Regions from separate parts of the Zea mays genome. Here all the other regions are linked to region 2. The links are chromatin contacts, called in public Hi-C and HiChIP or PLAC-seq maps. All regions are on one chromosome and are shown on one strand. The core of a region is the stretch at or near the end of the contact, and the rest is flanking DNA. Distances in the headings are between cores, read along the strand shown.

Region 1 (4,611 bases), core at 254-2,753, 210 kb after region 2:
CTTCTTTGTGAATTTCAAGTGTAAGGGCGAGAGGCTCCAAGTTGTGGAGATTCCTCGCAAACGGGATTGAGAAAAGCAAGCAAAACACCGTGGTATTCAAGTGGGTCTTTGGACCGCTTGAGAGGGGTTGATTGCAACCCTCGTCCGTTGGGACGCCACAACGTGGAGTAGGCAAGCGTTGGTCTTGGCCGAACCATGGGATAACCACCGTGCCATCTCTGTGATTGATTTCTTGTGGTTATTGTGTTTTGTTGAGACTCCTCTCTAGCCACTTGGCATTTACTGTGCTAACGCTTAACCAAGTTTTTGTGGCTTAAGTTTTCAAGATTTGCAGGATCACCTATTCACCCCCTCTAGGTGCTCTCAGACCTAGCGAGTCAAGTTCGGCTTGGCTTGGTCGCATTGCGAGATTAGGTCCGACTCTAGCCAACTCATAAAAAGGAAAAAATTCAGTAACATAATAATGTATCAAAAAATACACCATCATATCTTAAACTATATCAAACATCTAGTTCATAAAAAAATTATGTATCAAAAAATACAGCAACATATTTTAAACTATATCAAGCTTCTAGTTCATAAAAAGGAAAAAAACAGTAACATGATAATGTAATAGTGTAAAAGCATAGCACCATATCAGTAGACTCACGAGCTGGCTGTTTGAGTGAGCCAAAAAATAGACTAGTCTCATACTCATTCAGACTCATGAGTCTCTCCACTGAACCGATTTCGAGCCGGGTCTCAAGCTTTTTTTTGCAGCCGTACTTACGACTATACCTGTTGGTTTCGGGTCTGGTCGGATTTCCCGTGCCTACCTATTTGATGTGTTGGGTTGGATTTTTTTAGGTTGGGTTGATTTTTTCTTTGGGTCGAGTTTTTTTAGGTTGGGTCAGGTTCTATATAAAAAATCACAACCCTTACCTATCCCGTGAATTAGGTCGAATTAGGTCAAAAATTATGACCATATTAATTCGGTTTCTTGGACGGGTTAGGTCGGGTGGTTTCATCAGGTCTATGACGACTATAGATGACCAATAAGCACGAGGCTCGCGAGCCCGGCACGAAGCCCGCTGTTTAGGCCCGATTCGAGCCCGGCACGACCCGGTTCTATGCGGGCTCGGGCCAGCCCGACACGAATAAGCGGGCCAGGCTCGGACAGGAAACTAGGAACATTGGACTAGCCCTGCACGACCCGTTTATCTCTAAGCCCGTTAAGCCCGCTTAACCTGTTTTTCGGCCCGTTTTTTCCGTGCTAACGCGTTGCGGGCTAGGCTCAGATAGAAAAACGAGCCCGCGGCTTGGACGGCCCGATCCGGTTTTCTAATCGTGTTTCGCGGGACAGGACCAAAACAGGCTGGGCTTAACCGTTCCTGGGCCGGGCCGGGCCGGGCCGGGCGGCCCATTTGGCCTCTCTGACGACTCACAACAGCCTTTCCCGTATGCGGTCGAAGTAGAACGAACCTACACCCAGACCAGGCAGGCAGGCAGCCAGCCACTCACCTCGAACCAAATTATTAGCCCCGTTGTCGCCGCCGGCTGCTACACACACTTCTCCGCGTTCCTCGCCGCCGCCGGAGCAATCCCGCGGCGCACTGTCTAACTCACCACCATGCTGCAGAGCAAGTCATTCGTGAAGAAGACGAAGCAAGGCCGCATCCAAAAGGTAACTGCTCGGGCAAAACGTCGCCGTCTCTCGAGGTGCTCCCCCAAACCCTACGGCCCTACCTGACGCCGTCGTCGCCTCTTCGCAGGTCGTCAGGGAGCACTACCTCCGCGACGACATCTACTGCGGCTTCGTCCCCTGCACCGCCTGCGCCGCAGCCGCGGAGCGAAAGCTTGGCGCCGCTGCCGCCGCCATCCTCGTCGTCGACACCAACGTCGTGCTCCACCAGGTAACGGAAGTGTTCCTCCATCTCCCGCTTAGCCTAGGTGTGAGGGTGCGCTGGGATGATGAGTTGAGATGCTGCGTCAGATCGATTTGCTGGAGAACCCGGCGATTGAGGATGTCGTCCTGCTGTCAGTGGTGCTGGACGAGGTGAAGAATAAGAACCTTTCAGTTTTCAACAGGATCAAGGCACTGTGTATCAACAAAGCACGTAGATTCTATGTTTTCGCCAACGAGCAGCATAGGTGAGTTGTATTCTACCATCATGTCCCTGCCCGTTTGTATTTCTGTTTCAGTTTGGGGTGCTCTCTTCCTATTTGAACCAAAAGGTTCCAGGTCCAGTTTTATAGTCAATTGACTATTTTATGATAAAGCTGCTGGAGTTAGTAGTTCTATAAATGTATTGAGTTTCTAGCATTGGAAAAATCAACGAGAACTTAAGGGTTAACCCAAGATCACTCGTGCCATAAAATACTGTGGTCAATTCTTCTTAGAGTTACCTTTGTGGATTTCTTTAAATGAAATGAAATCGATGCTATATAGTATATATATTTTAAAGAAACTTTGTTCAAACTATGTTTGCTTGAAGTCACATGCTCATTTAACATGCAGCATGAGTATTGGACCCAATTTCTTTTTTGCAGTTTCAGCATGATTGTATTTCTTTTTGAGGAAAGGGGAGTGCAACCGAGTACGGGGAAACTTACAAAGACCAGAATCGGTGTCTTAGGCAGAATGTGCCTAGCAACTGAAACAGCTATCCTATTCAGAACGCGGATCTCTGAACAAGAATGAGTTTCAGCATGATTGTATTGATGAAATGTCTTTATCCAATCACCATGACCGCACAATTACTTATCAAATAGTTTCATGGGAAGAATTAATAGCTTTGGTAGATGCCCATGTTCTGAGAAGGCTACAGCTTCCTAATGCAAAATTGTTAATGTGTGTATCATTACTTGCAAGCTTACACTCTTCTTGACATTGCATCTTTCAAAGGGATATAGAAATGGATTAGCTGCATGAAAAAAGGCAATAGAACTCCTAATTCTACAGAACTAGGTCAATCGCAGCAATCTATGTTGGCCTGCAAAAATATTCTCTGCCGTCTAGAATGCAAGTGCCTATGAATGGGAAATTTTGAAATCTAATTGCTTCAGCTTCTAGTTGTGTAGTCCTGTAAATCGTGTAAGCTTTTTATATCAATACTTGTGTCTTGATGGCAGCCTTCTCTTTCATTTGCCATTATATGTTCACCTTTTACTCAAAAAACAGGGATACTTACGTCAAAGACATGGTTGGGGAGAGCTCTAATGATCGTAATGACAGAGGTATGGAATGATTTTGTTAACCTGGTTATGTGGTTCCACACACATTTCATTTTCTATCATATATAGAACAGTTGTGCCACTGATTGTTTTCTTATTCAGCAATTCGTGTTGCTGCACGTTGGTACCAAAGTCATCTTGGTGAGAGCGTGAAGGTTCTACTGATCACAAATGACAGAGATAACAAAAGGAAAGCGATTGAAGAAGGCCTTAACGCTGAGACAGGTGGATAGCACTGATTTATAGCTCAATTTTTTTAATACAGTGAAATAATTTTATGGAAGCCACAATCTCAATGAAACATTTCTTCTTCCAGTTGAGTCATATGTAAGATCGCTTGCACAGCCTGGTTTGCTTGATTTGGTTGTTGTTCCAACTAGCGGAGATGTTTCTATGGAAGATGTAGACGATCATAGACCATCAAAGAAGAAAGTAATCTACAATGAGGTATGCTAACTATACAGTAGTGCTTTTTTGATGACATATACACTCTTGCGTGAAATGTACTCATCTGTTTGTTTGGTATTATTACAGCACAAACCTATGTCAGAAATTACATCTGGTTTGCGGTGTGGAATCTACCATCAAGGGAAGCTTCGAGTTAATCGTTACAATCCGTTTGAAGCTTATGTTGGAAGCGAGAGCATTGGTGATGAGATTGTTATCCGTGGCCGCTCAAATATGAACAGGGCCTTTGATGGTGATATAGTTGCTGTTGAGCTCTTGCCACAAGATCAATGGCACGAGTCAAAGTCTTTTATAGCAGATGATGATGGTATTTTCTCACGCTGAAATAACAAGATGAAGGCATCTCATTTTATTTCCTTATTTTGTGAATGTTGCTCTTTTTCAGAAGAAGAAGAAGAAGATGTTCATTTAGTCCCTAATAGTGCTGATGATGCTCCTCGGAACACTAATTCCACACAATCAACAGTTGGATCATCAGCTCCTTCCATTTCTAGTCGTCCAGTTGGGCGTGTTATGGGTATAATCAAGCGAAATTGGAATTCGTGAGTTTCTATGTGTTATGAGTTAGATTTCTTATGTGTACTATCCTGATCTTGTCATTATATGATAAGGTTCTGGTGTTCTGCAGGTACTGTGGATCCTTGCAGCCGATGCCCATGCCTGCTGGTAGTGGGGGTGTCGCTCATGCTTTATTTGTTTCAAAAGATCGAAGAGTTCCTAAGATTCGAATTCAAACCAGGCAGCTTGAGAATCTTGTGAACAAAAGAATTGTTGTCGCGGTTGATTCATGGGATGTTTTGTCTCGATATCCATCAGGACACTATGTACGAACCATTGGAGATATTGGTGACAAAGAAACTGAAACAGAGGCAAGTGTACTAAAATTTAGAGTTGCATAAACCGTATCTTAGAAATACTTGCATCTAAAGG
Region 2 (4,601 bases), core at 1,301-3,800:
GGGGAGTAGGTTTGCAAGAACCGAACCTCGGTAAAACAAATCACCGTGTCATCCGCCTTATTTGCTTGTGATTTGTTTTTCTCCCTCTCTTTCGGACTCGACTTTGTTTCTAACGCTAACACCGGCTTGTAGTTGTGCTTTAAGTTTGTAAATTTCAGATTTGCCTATTCACCCCCCCCTCTAGGCGACTTTCAAGTAGGAAGGCATAGTCTCTGGCGACGTTGTAAACTTCGGATGATGGGGCGTGAGGAGGGGCCGAGGATGGGGAATGGGGCAGGATCACGGGGGGTCGCGCGACATCTCTGCTGGCAACACGAGGTGGCAGGTGGGGGTGGGGAGGCAGGCGGCCGACGCTTCAGGGATCACCGGGACGGCAACGGGTCCGATCGGATCCATGGGGGATTGCATCGCGAGGCGCGATTTGCCGGCGAGGATGGTGTCGCCGATGGAAGGGGACTGCAGGGAGCGGGGCTTCGTGAAGGAGAGCGGGGCACACGCGAGGATGGAGGGGGCACCGCGATGCGAGATTGCCGAGGGGGAGCGCCTTGATGCGGATTGCATCGCCGCGCCAGGGGGAGGGCGAGGGCGGGTGCTTGCCGAGGAGAGGAGACTGCGGCGAGGAGGGGAGGCGAGTGGAGATCGCGGCGGGGAGAGGCGGGCCCACGTGCGAGCGAGGGGGGCGGGGGCGGGACGGTGGGGTGGATCTCGTGGGCTGGTGAGATTTTCACGGCGGGATAACGGGGCGGCGCGATGAGATCGCGGTAGGGAGAGGCGGGCCTACGTGCGAGCAGGGGGGTGACAACGGGATGGATCGTGTGGGCGGACGAGATTTCCGCGGCGGGACGACGCGGCGGGACGATGTGCGGGAGCGGGGGCGCTGTGGAGTAGAGGGGAAGTGGGTGGGGATCCGCGGCGCGAACTTTGGCAGAACCGTGCACCAAAATCACTGTGGACGCCTACGGTAGGGTCTTAAGGAGTAGTAAAGATATATGTCCGGGCCGCTAGAATGCGTAACACCCTACTTCCTATTGAGGCTGTGTATTGGAGTTGCTTTGGAGTATATAGATTACATATGTGCTGTTGTGGTGCTAAGGTGTGGTTGATGAGGGCTGGTGTATGATGAGATGAGATGTTTTGGTAGGGGTACTCTCTCGGCCTTATATAAGTGACCAGAGGGTTATTCCTTACAAGTTGTGATCACTATATATTCTACCTATCTCCTCTTTTATCGCGGCCTGTAGTTCTGCTTATCCGGAGTTTGATCACTTCCTTAGCCGAGTTGACGCCGAGTGTTTAGCCCTTCGGCTGTGTGCAACTTCTTCAGTCGAGATATTAGCTCTTCTGCCTACGCATAACCCGGATGTTTAGTCTTCGTCTTCTTGGATCGAGCTTGCCTAACCTGGTTGTGGCCCGATGACCCATCCTGCAAGGTGGACCATCAGGAGGCCCATCAGACGGCCCGTGACATGTTTCTGTGTTCGTGAGGACCCGAGGATATCTACCCCCAACACCACTAAAGACAACACTAGGCATATAGTAAGCAGGAAATCAACTAAGTGTCAGTCAAGATAAACTAGATGAACTACCCTAAACGATTGTCACTCATCATGCTAGAAATATATCTGAAATAGATACCAGTTTAAATTCTCAAGATTTATCAGATTTTACAGCGGATTACAAATTTCGATGAAAAGCATGTGAGTGCGAGAGGTTGTAAGCATTGTCATTGTCTAACTTTTCAACCGGGTGTAGCCTATGCAACAAAGCAATCAGAAGGTAAAGACACCGGTTTTGATCATCCACCACCTACTCGAGTTCATCCAAAAGTGGAAATAGAAGCAATCTCGATACAATGATGTGGTGACAAATTCAAACTCATCTCGATCTTTTTGATTTTTTCACTTACCTTGATTTTGCTTTAAGCACAGATTTAATGAATCAAGCCAATGAATAACTCAAAACATGAGGCATAGCCACCTAGCATACTAGTGACAATACAAAGAATTTCAAACACATCCTATACATGCTAGGTGCCAATCTCAATGGGGAGCATGTTTTGGATTCAACAAGTAATAGTCAAGTTCACAATTATGAAAAGAAGCTTAGCTCAACAATATTGTATCAATATAAGCAAACAGAGCCTAAGCATGCCAAAGCATCATCATGTATACAAAGAACATACTACTAGGATCATAGTCACATTCTAGCATATACACAAGTGAAGGTCAAAATGCTACATGAGATACATATATAATACAAGAATGAAGAAAGAAAGACTAAAATCTACATGAAAAACAACAAAAACAAAAACAAAAAATGGAGCCCTTGATAAAAAAGGAACTAGACACCTAATTCTCCTCTTAAAATACTATATTACTATATCAGCTCACGAGCCGATCCAGACTCAGTTAAAATTGACTCGGACTAAAGAGATTCATGAGCCGAGATTGAATAAGCCCGAGCCGACTCTTGAGCCTCGAGTTTTTTTTTTCGATCCTAAGGTCCCCGGCGGCCCGGCCGGAACAAAACCCGTTCGATGCGTCTCCGCCGTTTCAGGACACAATCAAGGGCTAGAAGCCACTACAGGCCCAAATTCAGCCCATACCCACTCTCCCATCCACGAGACCACAAGCCACACCAAACCCGCGTTCATCGACGGACGAGCTCGCCGGCGAGAGAGCGACTGAGATGGAGGCGGCGGCAGCGGCGGCCGGCGTGGAGCTGGGCTCCTCGAAGCCCCAGATCGCGACGCAGGCGGAGATGGCGGAGGCCCGGGTGCCGCTCGCCTACCGCGATCAGTGCGCGCACCTCCTCATCCCGCTCAACAAGTGCCGCGTCGCCGAGTTCTACCTCCCCTGGAAGTGCGAGCCCGAGCGCCACGCCTACGAGAAGTGCCAGTACGAGCTCGTCATGGAGCGGATGCTCCAGATGCAGAAGATCCGCGAGGCGCAGGAGACCAAGGTCAAGGGCGGCGCCTCCATTGGCCTCATCCCGGCCACCGCCAAGCTCGCCTGATACGGGTCCCAGACCGATCCGCTTGATTTAGGTGAGCTCTGACCCCGTCACGCCGTTTCGAATCTCTTCTTTCCGGGATTTAGCTCGGCTGCTGTGGCTTGAGTTTGTGATTTGGATGTGAAGGCCACATGTTGTCTCGGGTACTTAGGGATTCCGATTGCATGAGTGGCGAATCGTGCGCCCTTTTGTCAGGGGAAGCAGCATTGGGCGGGTGGCCCGTCAGCGTTGGCGTGGATATTATTAGGTTAATTTGTAGACATTTCAGACTAAGCTGCTGACTGAATGGTTAGGGTTTTCAGGAGCTGCTGTAGCCGTGTAGCACTTGCAGAGCTAATTTAGGTAGGGTGAAAACAGAAACGTGACTCTTGATTCTTGGTAGCATAATTCAAGCTTGCTGCAAATATGACGAAGTTAAAACGTGAAATCAAGCCACTGGGATACATGGACATTTGAGATCAGTCCAGATCTCTCTCTCTTTTTTTGCTGCCCAGTGCTTGCTGCAGTTCCAACCATTATGCTGTCATATGTTCATATATTGAGTTGTGATGTTCATGTATCATGAATACACAACAGTGCTAAAATGTTTAGAAATCAGTCTAGCTGGTAGGAAGCTTAATGGAAATTCATCATATCTTCCCTGCGACCTGAATTTGGGGCTTCCAAACTACCTGAAGTTGGTTACAGATTCTAGATTACTGTTTGGTGATATTAGGACTGGAACTCTATTCTGGCTTGTAGCTTCTCAAGTCATTGGAAGTGATTTAGACAAGGCCTAGATTTTTGTTTGTTGGACCAATTTTTAAATCTGAAGCTTTGTGCAATTAAAGCAGATAATGTACATAGGCAGCAGGTTAGTTTAGCTACGCAGGCTGCCATTCCAAACACATCGTTGCAGTGAAGCATCAAATCTAATTAAAACATGTATGATAAACATGTCATAGCTTACCTATGCCAATAAGCAGAATATTTCTCAACTATATCTATAGGTTGCTGCAAGCAATATTGAATTTGAAGGAACTTGCCCAAGTTTCATTTTATAACACATTGAGGTGTCATGTCGATTAAATTAAATGGAGTTGCCAATTCATATCACATTTTTTTATTGTACCTCCACTTAGCACTTTTGCAATACTTTCAAGAACGTTAGGTCTTTTGGTGGGTGGTGGTAATATACTCGTCTTCAGGGGGATGCCACATGAAGAAACAAATGCAGTCCTTTTAGCTTCATTGTTAGAGGCTTTCCAGTCCTTTTGAGATGAGCTCTTCAATACACTGCTTGTACTTTATATCATTTGATCTTAAATACTTTGTGACAAACCCCCTGTTCTTCCAATTTAATCTGGTTAAGTGCAGTAGAGCATCTCTCTGCATGACTGTTGCATAAGTTTTGCTGGTTCTTGTGAGTTCATTTCATAGCAGGATAATGCAATACCAAAGTGATGCTTGTATACATTATACTGGCATACTGCATCCACTCTTCCTATATAAGCAACATAAATTAATTACCCTAGGGGGTTCATCTGTTGCCCATTGGGCTTGCCTTGACTATCGGCAATCGTTCCTCTAGCAGCAGAATGGGGAACCCC
Region 3 (4,358 bases), core at 614-3,113, 230 kb before region 2:
TGGCAAAAAGAAGTTTACTGTGTAGCACGAGCTGTGCCCTGGAGCGCGCTGTGTGCTGCCACTGCTACCTATAGCCTTGACACCGCCATGACGTGCGCCACCGGCTGCCCGTCGCGGCGACCGCCGACCGTCGTCGTCTTCGCCTTGGGCTTCTGCGCCGCTGCTACGGTGGGCGCCAGCTTACGTGCCGCCTCCCGGAGCTTGACCTTCTCAACCTTTCCAAGCGCGTTCCTCGGTAGTGCTCCGACGACCTCCACCTTCTTGGGAACCATGAAGCGCGCCATGCGCTTGCTGCAGAAGGCGAGCACGTCGCCCTCGCTGAGCACGGCGGCCTTGTCCCTGGGCACGACGAAAGCGCAGGGCGTCTCGCCCCAGCGCGGGTGCGGCATGGCCACGACCGCGGCGTCGGCCACGGCCGGGTGGCGGAACAGCACCTCCTCCAGCTCCTTGCTGCAGATGTTCTCCCCGCCGCTGATGATGACGTCCTTGGAGCGGTCCTTGATCTCGATGTAGCCGTCCGGGTGCACGACGCCGACGTCGCCGGTGAGGAACCAGCCGGCCCTGAAGGCGCTCTCGTTGGCCTCCGGGTTGTTGAGGTAGCCCTTCATGACGCTGCTGCCCCGGAGGACGATCTCCCCGACGGTCCTGCCGTCGCGCGGCACGCTGAGCATGGTGTCGGCGTTCTTGACGTCGGCGTCGGCGAGGGACAGGACGCTGACCCCCTGGCGCGCCTTGAGGCGCGCGCGCTCCGGGAGCGGGAGGCGGTCCCACTGGTCGCGCCACTCGCACGCGAGCGCGGGGCCCGTGGCCTCCGTGAGGCCGTAGGCGTGCGTGACGTTGAAGCCGATCCGCTCGACGCGCTCGAGCAGCGCGGCCGGCGGCGGCGCGCCGCCGGTGAGGACGTGGACGGGGGCTTGGAGCTGCCTGGCGGCGCCGTCGCTGTCGCCGTCGCCGTCGAGGAGGATGCTGAAGACGACGGGCGCGCAGCACATGTGGGTGACGCGGTGGCGCGCGATGGCTCGGTAGATGTCGGCGGGGCGCGCGTCGCGGATGCAGACGTTGACGCCGCCGCGCGCCGCCATGCCCCAGGTGAAGGTCCAGCCGTTGCAGTGGAACATGGGGAGCGTCCAGAGGTAGACGGGCTCGGCGGGCACCCCCCACTGCAGCAGCAGGCTGGTGGTGCTGAGGTACGCGCCGCGGTGGCTGTAGACGACGCCCTTGGGCGCGGACGTGGTGCCGGACGTGTAGCTGAGCGTGACGGCGTCCCACTCGTCTTGGAGCGGCGGGAGGTCGGCGTCGGGGTCGCCGTGCGCGAGCAGCGCCTCGTACTCGAGCTCCCCGAGGCGGGCCCCCGTGGGCGAGTGGATGTCGTCGATGACGGCGACGAGCGGGACGTCGGCGGCGTCGAGGAGGCGGAGCGCGTCGCTGGCGAGGCGCACGTAGTCGTAGTCGACGAAGAAGAGCTTGGCCCCGGAGTGGCGCAGGATGGTGGCGACGGCGGCGGCGTCGAGGCGCGTGTTGATGGTGTTGAGGACGGCGCCGGCCATGGGCACGGCGAAGTGCATCTCGTACATGGCAGGCACGTTGGGCGCGAGCACGGAGACGACGTCGCCCCTGCGGACGACGCCGAGGGACAGCAGCGCGGACGCGAGGCGGCGGCAGCGCGCGTACGTCTGGCGCCAGGTGAAGCGGACGCCCCGGTAGATGACGGACGTGCGGTCGCCGTAGACGGCATTGGCGCGGGGAAGGAACCCCACGGGGCTCAGCGGCACGTAGTTGGCCGGGCGCTTGGGGAGCTGGTCCATGGTGCTTAGCGTACGTGTTGGTGACTGGCGAGGCGAGGCGAGGTGAGATGGTTGAGGCGCAGCGGATCGAGCGGTGGTGTATTATATATACTACTACTAGGCCAGAGGCCTGAGCAGTGGTCTGGTCTGGGAGAAAACGGAGGTTTCCCGGGGCGGGGAAGGAAAATGAAGTGAAAACGCGGGGTCTTGACCTGTAGCATGGCATAGCGATCCGCCGAAACAGGGGGTTTCGTTTCGTGTGAACCCTTTTGCCTGGCCATTTTGCGGAATTGATTTTTGGACCGACCGACCGACTGACCGAGGTTGGTCTTGCCCAAGGCTCTATATAATACATAGAGTAGTACTGGTGTGAGCTGTGGTCAAGTCGAGTCCAGACACATATACTAGTGCAGACCAAACGTGTTGTGTGATGCCTTTATCGGCCAATCACATGTGAACTCTGCTCTATCTTATACTGCTACTTTTAACCTAGTTATTATATAATATATACTATTCTGCATGCATGGTGACGCCTGCTGCATGCGTTCCGTCGTCGCCCGGGTCCGAATCGATCGCTGGTGCAGTTCCGTCGCCTCTCGTCCCGTGTCTGTGTGTGTAACTGTGCACCAGATATTTTTTCTTCTTCTGCGGCGTCGATCGTCCAACGTGCGAAATGCGATCAGCGCCGGTAGTTGGCGCACGCAGTCCACTCGTCACGCTCGCGAAAGAGACCGTACGTTACATGCGTCTCCCACCGTCGCTCTCCACGCATGCAGGCCGGGTCTGTTAGTAGCGAGAGACCACGATCTCGACCCTCTTCAAAACGTGATTTGTCTCTTGAAAACGTGATTTGGCGGTGTGCTAGCTGCTATTCAGAGTAGTGAACCTATTCGGAGTAGTGCTTTTACAACCAGATACAGGTTAGTGTTTGACAACTTTAAAATACATCACTACACACAGTGAGAAACAACGGCATCATTCCTAACGATCTGATAGGTATACTACCATTCGAGAACGTTTGACGACATGCATCTAAGATAACGATCCCATCAACGTTTCGAGGCGGATCAATCCAATATCATGAGCTTTACCATGTATATCCATACTACCGATTTGATATTTCTATATTAATAATCCGTAAAACATGATCACCAACCAATACATGTGCTAGTCTGCACAAACCATTATTATTGTCTCACATAATAAATTAAGCCAAGAGATGTTTGGATAACATTACGAAACATAGAGTTAAAAAACAAGTCACATACTCGCCGATCATGTAGTAGTAATAGTTCAAGAGGCTAAATGACACTTTATTCAATACTAATAAACATCAGACGTTTATACAATTGCCTTCCACTTACACTAAATAAATCATGCAAACATCCAATACAAATTGCACTTGTCTATGCCGGCCTCATGTCACGAATAAGGTGCATTTTACAAATCTTCATATCACCTGTATTAACAATGTCATTAATAAGGTGGTAGCGGTGAAGTATGTGCTTGTATTTTTTTTTGGGTGATCTAGGTTCTTTGGCATCTGCAATGGTACATTTATTATCACAATAATGGTCCAAAGATTTGGTGAACTCGAAATCCCACCCAACTCGGAAACAAAGTTTTCGATCCAAACAACCTCCTTAGTAGCTTCTGACACTTTGATATACTTAGCCTCTATTGTAGAATCAACCACTATCTTTTGCTTTAAACATTTTCAACTTATTGCTCGTCCACTGAACGTATATCCAGACTACGATTAAATATCATCTCTATTGGTTTCGAAGCTAGCATCGATGTAACCATTTATGATTGGCTCTTCCTTATAACCATAAACCAGGAACATATCCTTTATTCTTCGCAAGTACTTCAGGATATTCTTTACAACCACCCAATGAACCTCACTAGGATTAGATTTGTACTTATAATGCTTAGATCATAAGCAACATCTGGACATAGGACATGTACATAGACATACATAGTGGATCCAACCATGGTTGCATACATAATCACTCAGCGAGTAAAAATAGGTCGTAAAAAATCTGCTTTCTGAATCTAGTCTTTAGTTTGGCTTTTAGCTTTTAAAAACAAAAGATAAAACGAAAAACTAAACCAAACACACCCTACATCTCGCTCTCTCTCGCTGATGTAATATGTTTATGGAAGCCAATAGAAGGCAGTAAAGTGTCATCACACCTACTACCAGTGCTCCTCTCTCGCCGGCGACGTCGGATAGGACGGACAAGGCCGTGCGGCCGGTGCAGTGGCCCGACGGTCGATTGGACGGACGACGGGGCCATGCCACCGTGCAAGTGGGTAGGGGTGGTCATCTAAGATTGTACTATGCAGCAGTTTTACAACAGCAGCAGGTGGAACCAAAAATATAAAAAACAACTTTTATATAAAAAAGAAGAAAAGACAAAAAACGACAGAGGCTCCATAAACTCCGGGTCTAGTCGTTTAGATATCTTTCCGGACCTGGCACGACCACACCAAAGGCTCTCCTGGAAGCTGAGAAAGAGTAACTGTCCTATCAAGTCAAGTGTCTATAAAGTGTCAGATGCCTTTTCTAGC

Evidence for each region. A called contact is a pair of places that touch in the nucleus more often than the background predicts. HiChIP or PLAC-seq counts read pairs in DNA pulled down with a chosen protein or histone mark.
Region 1: a Hi-C map of leaf shows a contact between it and region 2, with 4 times the contacts expected there. The contact joins the promoter of LOC100194408 here to the promoter of LOC100283425 in region 2. A contact is called at or near these places in 3 of 25 Hi-C or Micro-C datasets (leaf and tassel).
Region 3: a contact with region 2 is called in an H3K4me3 HiChIP or PLAC-seq map of leaf, with 4 times the contacts expected there. The contact joins the promoter of LOC100281397 here to the promoter of LOC100283425 in region 2. A contact is called at or near these places in 4 of 25 Hi-C or Micro-C datasets (ear, leaf and tassel) and 1 of 3 datasets of contacts at active chromatin or transcription factors (leaf).

The regions. Positions count from the first base shown.
Region 1 is chr1:6,278,930-6,283,540 of Zm-B73-REFERENCE-NAM-5.0, reverse strand. It overlaps LOC100194408, which reads left to right and starts at 1,503. Exons shown (of 24, transcript NM_001363281.1): 1 at 1,503-1,663; 2 at 1,752-1,892; 3 at 1,973-2,130; 4 at 3,161-3,216; 5 at 3,316-3,438; 6 at 3,530-3,660; 7 at 3,748-3,988; 8 at 4,067-4,223; 9 at 4,310-4,550. The coding sequence starts at 1,610.
Region 2 is chr1:6,494,247-6,498,847 of Zm-B73-REFERENCE-NAM-5.0, reverse strand. LOC100283425 reads left to right here and starts at 2,550. Exons shown (of 2, transcript NM_001366674.1): 1 at 2,550-3,046. The coding sequence starts at 2,689. The coding sequence ends at 3,015.
Region 3 is chr1:6,722,070-6,726,427 of Zm-B73-REFERENCE-NAM-5.0, reverse strand. It overlaps LOC100281397 (acyl-activating enzyme 11), which reads right to left and starts at 1,863. Exons shown (of 1, transcript NM_001154315.2): 1 at 1-1,863. The coding sequence starts at 1,805. The coding sequence ends at 69.